Linked DNA regions of Sus scrofa: region 1 is linked to region 2. Evidence: chromatin contacts called from public Hi-C data. All regions are on one chromosome and are shown on one strand. The core of a region is the stretch at or near the end of the contact, and the rest is flanking DNA. Distances in the headings are between cores, read along the strand shown.

Region 1 (3,591 bases), core at 535-3,034, 380 kb before region 2:
TATAAATTCTGAATTCTATGACTCCACAGGGACTTGAGTATATTAATATTGTATGTAATGAATGCTAATTATACAGATCATACCTGTTACTAGAGGAGGCCTAACACTCTCTATCCCCAAAAGTGCCATTCTAGCAGTTCTTTCTAATCCACTTGAAAATAGGATCCCTGTTTTTAAAACTGTACATGATTTACACTTTTTATGCTCCAAACTGGCTTTGAGACCAATGGTCTGAATTGAAATATTTTATTATAAATTTATAATGAGTTTTGATATAAGGCTTTCTGATCGTACAACAGGTTTCTGAAAGCAGTATTATGTGAGCTATAATCATAGTAATGGACAACAAACTGTTAAGTACGATAACAGGAAACACTGCCTTACCTAATATCAACCCTTTAGATAATAGAGATTGATTATTAACAGCTCCGACATCCCAGGAGGTTTCAGAGAGTGGGAAAAGTGGTAAGCCTGGACTTAAGGGCATTTAGGAAATAACTTGAAGTCACAGCCTTTTTGAATGGCACAATGAGGCTAATATGCCGTTTAAAATCTAATTAATTCAGCATTCTAGAATCAAATGTAACGATACCTTGTTACTGTTAACTCTAATTCAAGAGGCTCTATAGATGTAAAGTATGACAGGCACTATAGAGCCACGAAAATTCGTATTCCTTCCTCAATTTTACAGACGAAGCACACGTTTTAAAAAGGCAAAAAGCGAAACGGATTCTAAAAGCTTGGGGGTGGGGGGCAAAAAGCCTTTGGAGTCGAAAGACACGAATCCCACCCTGCCGCAAATATAATTTTGACTAGGGGTTACTGTCTTCATACTTCAAGCGAAATCTAGATTACTTTTAAAAATGCTCCCCTAAATACAGTAAGAAAACTTGAACGTGCAATTTGGACTGTATTAAAGGGTTGAGGGGGCTTGGGGGTAGTGAGAAAAGAGTTTCCATCGAAGAAGCTTATTTCTAGGGTAAAAAAAAAAAAAAAAAAAAAAAAAAAAGGCAGCCAAAAGATTATTCTGATTAAATGCTAGGTTGGAAAGGAAACTTAATTTGTCCTTTACGTCCCCGTAACTCCTGTATTCCTGTGGGAGGGCAAACCGGAGAAACCCCTTCTCAAAGACTTCGCCAAAATGCGCACTTTCATCGCAAAAGGCTCGGGCCCTCCCACTCTTCCTCCTTCAACCTCAAATGCGTTTAAAGCACTGAGAAGGAAGAGGGGTGAGAAAGAGGGGGGACCCTAACAGCTGCCAACGGTTGGCTCCGATTGCGCCCTTTCTCTCTACAGTTAATTTCTGCGCGAGGTGCTCCGTTTGAAGTCTTTCTCCATGTGTGCATCCAGAGGTGGAGAACGGGGGAAGATGAGCCCTGCTACCACCCAGGGGGAAGAGAAGAGGAGGGAAAGGAAGAAAGGAAGGGGGGCGCCGATTACCCGCGGGGCCCTCCCACGTCCACACCCGGGGCGGGCAGGGCCCGCGCATCCCGCTCCCTTGCCACCTTCTCCAGGGCGCCGCCAGGCCAGACAGGGTGCAGCCCACACACCCGCCCGGGCGCCGCGGGGCTGCCGCGGGGGCGGTTAGACACTAGCCGCAGAACCAAGAGCGAGTGACCACTCACCGCAGTACGCCGAGCCCAGCAGCACCACCACCACCAAGGGCCACATCTCCGCGTCCGCCGCGGGGCTGCCGCCGCCGCCTCAGGTGTCTGGAGCAGGCACCGCCGCCGTCACAGAGAGGACCCGCCGCCTCCTCCCGTCAAAGGCAGGACCCGGTGCCCGGGCTGCCTGGGCGCGCGCACGCGCGCTCCCGCCACTCCACGCCCGCTCCCCGGCTCGCGCGCGGCGCACGCGCACTCAGCTTCGCCCCCGCCCGGCTGCCGCGGCTGTTGACGCGGCGCCCTTCCGACTATCCGCTTCAAGTCCTGGCTCCCGCCTGCTCCTCGCCAGTGGCGCGCGCAGGACGGCCGGGTCACGCCCCGTTTTCCCCGTACCGGTCCCCTATTGGAGGCTGAGCGTATATTCTCAGGCTCACGCGGGGATCTCATTGCGCCCGCATCCCTGTCCGTTGTTCCCTTTTTTCCTCTCGTAGCGCCCGCCCCCCGCCCCCTGGCGCCCTCCTTCCCCTCGTCCTGTCCTGCTTTCACTTCCACTCTCACACTTCAGGAACCCGCCCAGGTGCTGTTTACCCAGACTTAGGAGCCTCGGCCCCCGTAGGAGCCCCTGATCTCTCTTTACCGGGCGTCCGACGTCCTCCCGCGCGCTTCGACCTCGACGCCTATACGCCTCTCGCCTCTGCCCATTTCCCCTGAGCTCCAAGGCCTGCCACAGAAAGCACACACCGCCGGGGGACGGCTCTATGCTTCCCACGCGGGCGAGGGCGCCACTCCGAGGGCAGGATGACGGTGGGTGCCTGGCCGCCGGGAACTTCCAGTTGCTGCTCCTGGGCTCCAGCTCTCTCCTCGGTTCTGCCCCCGTCTGCTTTTGTTTTCCTGGCGGATCTTTGGTTCTGTTTTTGACTATCTTTTTTACTCTCTTTTTGGCCTTGTTTGGTAGTGTTTTCAACCTTTAAACAGGATTACTCAAGCTCCACCAGTGATGGTAAACACTTTGAGATGTGGTTAATGCCGAAACCCCAGGGGAAATCAAGCATGGTCTAAAATGTTAGCAGGTGTATCCAAGACGTTCTTTCCTGCAATGTCATGGAGCCGGGTTTGTGACCTCACCATGTGCACTCCTCTGCACTGTTTGCGTTTAGCTTGCTTGAAAAAATGGGTTCAAAGTGTGGCTCCAAGTCGCAATATGGACAAGGCCTTTGAGTATCTCACCGAATCAGACACCGCATTCTGAAGCAAAAGCCCTTTAACATTTATCCGAAATGATGAAAACTTGTCAAAAAGTCATGCTCTGGTGGCTGCTCTAATGGGGTGCATATCCTCCCTGCTCCCTTGGTTGTTTTTCTCTTATCTGCTAGGGGAAAAAAAGCAATATTCTATTCCTCCAAATCCTCTATCCATGGCGTCTCCTCCATTGCATCCTATAGTGATAAAATGCAGGAAATAAAATTGCCACTCTGACCCTCTGTAAGAGTGTGTATATACTGTATGTATTATACAACTCTTCCTTGTAATTGTGTGTGTGTGTAAACATCTTCCCTACAGCATTATTCTTTAAAATCAGAGTATTTTAAGTATTCCCTTCTTTAAGACTTCCTGTTCAACTGAGCAAACAGAAGGGGTTTAATAAACGTGTTGATGTGACTTGAGGCAAGCGTTGCTCCAGTGAAATCTGATTGTTTTTTAATGATTAAAAAAAAAAAAAAAAAAAACAATTGCCTGGCAGATATCTCACTAAAACAATGGTTAATAATTATGGTGGTAATGATTTGAATGGCAGCCTTGACACCCTGAGGCTACCAAAGGGACTGATGGATTCTCCTCCAACTGCTGCTTATATGGATACAAAAGAATCATCCATCAGACTTTGAGCATTCGGGACACTGTGTATCACAGAGCAGCTGGTTGGCTAAATAAGGCTGTCAGCTGTCCCTGAGATCAACCAACCCCCCTAAAGCTGAAGAGTGACTGG
Region 2 (3,669 bases), core at 1,057-3,556:
AACTCTCCTGCCTTATCTCCCATCCCTTTGACAAAGCCTAGGTCCTGATACGAATCAACGTGGCAAGCAGGGACAATTCTCCTTAAAGGATAATGGATGAGGAGAAAAACACACATCACCTTCTCAATGAGATCTATGCAGGCTTGCAAATCCAGGCCAAAGTCGATGGGCACCCAGTCAATGCCTTCTTTCCTATATTCCTCTTGCTCCAAAACCAATGTGTGCTGATTGAAGAACTGTTGTAATTTTTCATTGGTAAAATTAATGCAAAGTTGTTCAAGGCTGTTATACTTCAAAGTTTTGATGATGTAGGAAGAAGAGATAAAAATAAAATTGAGAAAATGGTAATTGTTGGAGGTGATAGATATGTTAATTAACTGGATTGTGGTAATTATGCATAACATACATGTGTACCCAATCGTCAAGTTGCACTATTTAAAATATACATTTCTATTATCAAATATAACTCAATAAAACATAAAATAACATTGAGGTCCACTTGGAAAAATGTAAAGAGAAAACCATTACCACTATCATATGCTGGCAAATAGACCCAATAAGTAAAAGTTGCTCAATTAAATTCTTACCTCCTTCATGTATTGTGCAAGCTAAAGATTATGACAGTAAACTAACACTTAGTGATATTACAAAATTCAAAATCATGAAAGATTTCTTTACTTAAGGCTGAATTAATTTCTTAACTATTAAGTATAATTATTATTATTTGTTAATATTAATAAGAGCTTTTTCCAATCAAAGTAGCTCTGCACTTTTGCTCAGAATAAATCTCATCATGTTTTACTACATTTTCTGGCATTCAATTCACATAGTCTAATCCCCTTGTAAACACACATCGACTTCATTCTTACCAGATATACTTACATCAAGCATTTCAAAACCAGTGATGTCAAGAATGCCAATGAAGAACTGTCTTGACAACTTGGCATCCAGGGCCCGGTTGATACGTGCTACCAGCCACTTAAACATCCTCTCATAGATTGACTTAGACAAGGCACCAACAGCATAGGTCACCTGGAAGTCACATTGACAGCACTCTTTTGTCTGACAGCAGTGTTCAATTTGATCCTGGGCATTTTCTATCAGCAATCACTTTCTAGTAAAACTAGTATATATTTAACCACTTTCTGTGGTTCAAGCTTTATGATGAACACCAGAATAAAGGAAGAAGCAAGGACGGGAAGAAACCAAGAAGGGAGGGAGAGAGGAAGAGAGGGGAAGAGGGTTAGGGGAAAGGAAGTGAGCTAGCCTAATGTCTCTCTACCCAACAGTCCTGTGAGAGAACTCATGTTCCAATTACTAAAGGATAAACATCCTGGGGTAGGGTGGCAACATGTTCTAAAGCGTGGTCCTAAGACCTGCAGCATCAGCATCACCTGAGAGCTTGTTAAAGATGCCGACTCTCATCATCTCATCCCAGACCTATGAATCAGCATTTGCATTCTAACACAAACCTCTCTGACTCCTACATACCATAAAGTTTGAAAAATACTGGTAGAGTAGGTTAGGAATCTAGAATCCTCTGCTGCTGCTGTTGTTAACAAATCGTATAACCTGGAGTTCCTGTTCTGGCTTGGTGGAAACAAATCCGACTAGGAACAATGAGGTTGTGGGTTCAATCCATGGCCTTGCTCAGTGGGTTAAAGATCCGGTGTTGCCATGAGCTGTGGTGTAGGTTGCAGATGTGGCTTGGATCTGGTGTTGCTGTGGCTCTGGCGTAGGCGGGCAGCTACAGCTCCGATTGGACCCCTAGCCTGGGAACCGCCATATGCCCTAAAAAGCAAGAAAAGAAAAAAATCATATAATCTTTGGCAAGTGACATAAGCTGTCTGGGCTGCAGACTCTTCACCTGAATTATTCTCTTGAAGAGTTTCTCTAGCATCAGCTTCCACCTTCTTTATTATATTAGTTCTCAGGGTGGCTCTCAACTCCATGTAGGGAGAATGGCAATTTAGTGCATCACTCAGACTCAGATTCTCCTACTGTAAAACTCAGGCTGCATTTCCCCTCTCTTGAGGTATGTGGCAAAGGCTCTCTCATAATCTACTCCCTCCAACCTCTGTGCCTGGATACTGTGGTACAAATGCTGATCCTGCTGCCATGATGCAAAGGCGCTGCTGTAGTAGCAGGTTCCTGACAGACTCCAAGTAGGAGTGAATTTCAGCTGGACGGACTCCAGGCCTGGAAGCAGGATGCATTCCAACAACTGAACATTTAAAATAGGCCTATCACATCCATCCTTCAGCTGCCCGGGACAGTGCATGCAGCAGGAGCCAGTTGGTGTCTGCTTGTGATTTAGCTATGAGTCACCCACTCCCTGATCAGTTATCTTGAGTCATTTCCACAGTAATCCATGAGCCGGATGGCATCACAGTTTTTTATTATCAGCGTCAAGAGCACACCCGCACAAATAAAGCACGAAGAATGATTTTCATCCCCCAGAGCACTGTCTACAGCAGTCACTTTGAAAGTTTAAAAAAGAACATGACTGACTTGCTGACCCCCCTTTAATTCCCTGGATGTATGAGAAGCAGGAGTGGAGAGAAACTGGCCAGGATGGGGGAGCCACGAAGAAATAGGAAGAAAGCCTGAAGTTGTAGCAGAGGAAGCAATGGATGATATGATGTCTGTTGAATGAATTAATAAAACTTATAATCCAATAGACTGTTCATCAATTAATCATTTTCATCACTTTCTGTCCAATGAAGGAGGAATGAGGCAGCTAAATCGACACTTCCACTTTTCAGGGACTAAATGGATTCATGCCTGAGCTTTAAAAAAAAAAAAAAACCTCACATAAGACTTTGATTAGTGGAGATCAACAATATATAATTAAAAAACAAACAGATGAAAGAAATTGAGTCCAATAGCCATATTTTTAGCCACCTTGATCCCTGCCTTTCCCATCTGAAACATAGCAATATTAAAATATGCTGTCTCATGGCTGTTGGGAGATATTCAATGAGACAGAGGTGTAAATATAAGTAGCACATTTGGCACTTAGAATCCAGTAAATGTTAGTTCCCCCTCTCCCTTCCCCTTTCCACTTTTATCACTTCCTCATCCTTACTCCAATATTTATTATCCATGTTACCTTGAGCAGTTAATCTTTCTAAGCTTCGCTGTCTTTAACTACAGAATAGAAATATAAATAAGATCAACTTTTCAGGCTTGCATTAGATTAAATGAGCTATTCATACAAAGCACATAGCACAGCACCCACTGCACATATTCAATGGCTACTGATTATTATTATTGTTTTATTATTATTAATCCTTTTGGGGGGGCTTCAACCTTGGCAGATGGAAATTCCCAAACCAGGGGATCAAACATATGCCATAGCAGTGACCCAAGCCACTGTAGTGACAATGCTGGATCCTTAACCTACCGCTGTGCCACAAGAGTACTCCTCATTAATCTTTTTTAAGTAAGACAACTTATTGCTAATAGGCATGGTTAGAACTCTCCTGGAATCATAAAATACTAGACCTGAAGACTCTTAGTTCCAGAGAATCACATATAGCAGCTATCAACTCAGGATGGTTCCTCCCCACTAAGGGAGAAGGGCATTTGGGAAGAGGATGGGCATTTTCCCATCATCAGAGTGACTGAGAGTATTGCTGTCATTTAGCACCTGGGGGCATGAAGGCA

Evidence for each region. Hi-C and Micro-C count contacts between places; a contact is called where the count stands out from the background.
Region 1: a contact with region 2 is called in a Hi-C map of embryonic fibroblasts, with 2.0 times the contacts expected there. The contact joins the promoter of CD47 here to the enhancer-like site in region 2. A contact is called at or near these places in 2 of 5 promoter capture datasets (fetal liver and liver), 2 of 47 Hi-C or Micro-C datasets (embryonic fibroblasts and fibroblasts) and 1 of 2 datasets of contacts at active chromatin or transcription factors (alveolar macrophages).

Annotation. Positions count from the first base shown.
Region 1 is chr13:151,427,604-151,431,194 of Sscrofa11.1, reverse strand. CD47 (CD47 molecule) reads right to left here and starts at 1,784. Exons shown (of 9, transcript NM_213982.1): 1 at 1,626-1,784. The coding sequence starts at 1,671. LOC106505814 (a long non-coding RNA gene) reads left to right here and starts at 2,319. Exons shown (of 3, transcript XR_002337926.1): 1 at 2,319-2,408.
Region 2 is chr13:151,047,123-151,050,791 of Sscrofa11.1, reverse strand. It overlaps MYH15 (myosin-15), which reads right to left. Exons shown (of 40, transcript XM_021069826.1): 13 at 883-1,032; 14 at 120-290. Among named protein-coding and RNA genes, the nearest start is that of MYH15, 40 kb to the right of the region's middle. Within about 2 kb of position 2,306, at least 6 of the 83 cell types and tissues checked have an H3K27ac peak or open chromatin away from gene starts, as enhancers often do. A contact at or near this core is called in embryonic fibroblasts, where this site is marked.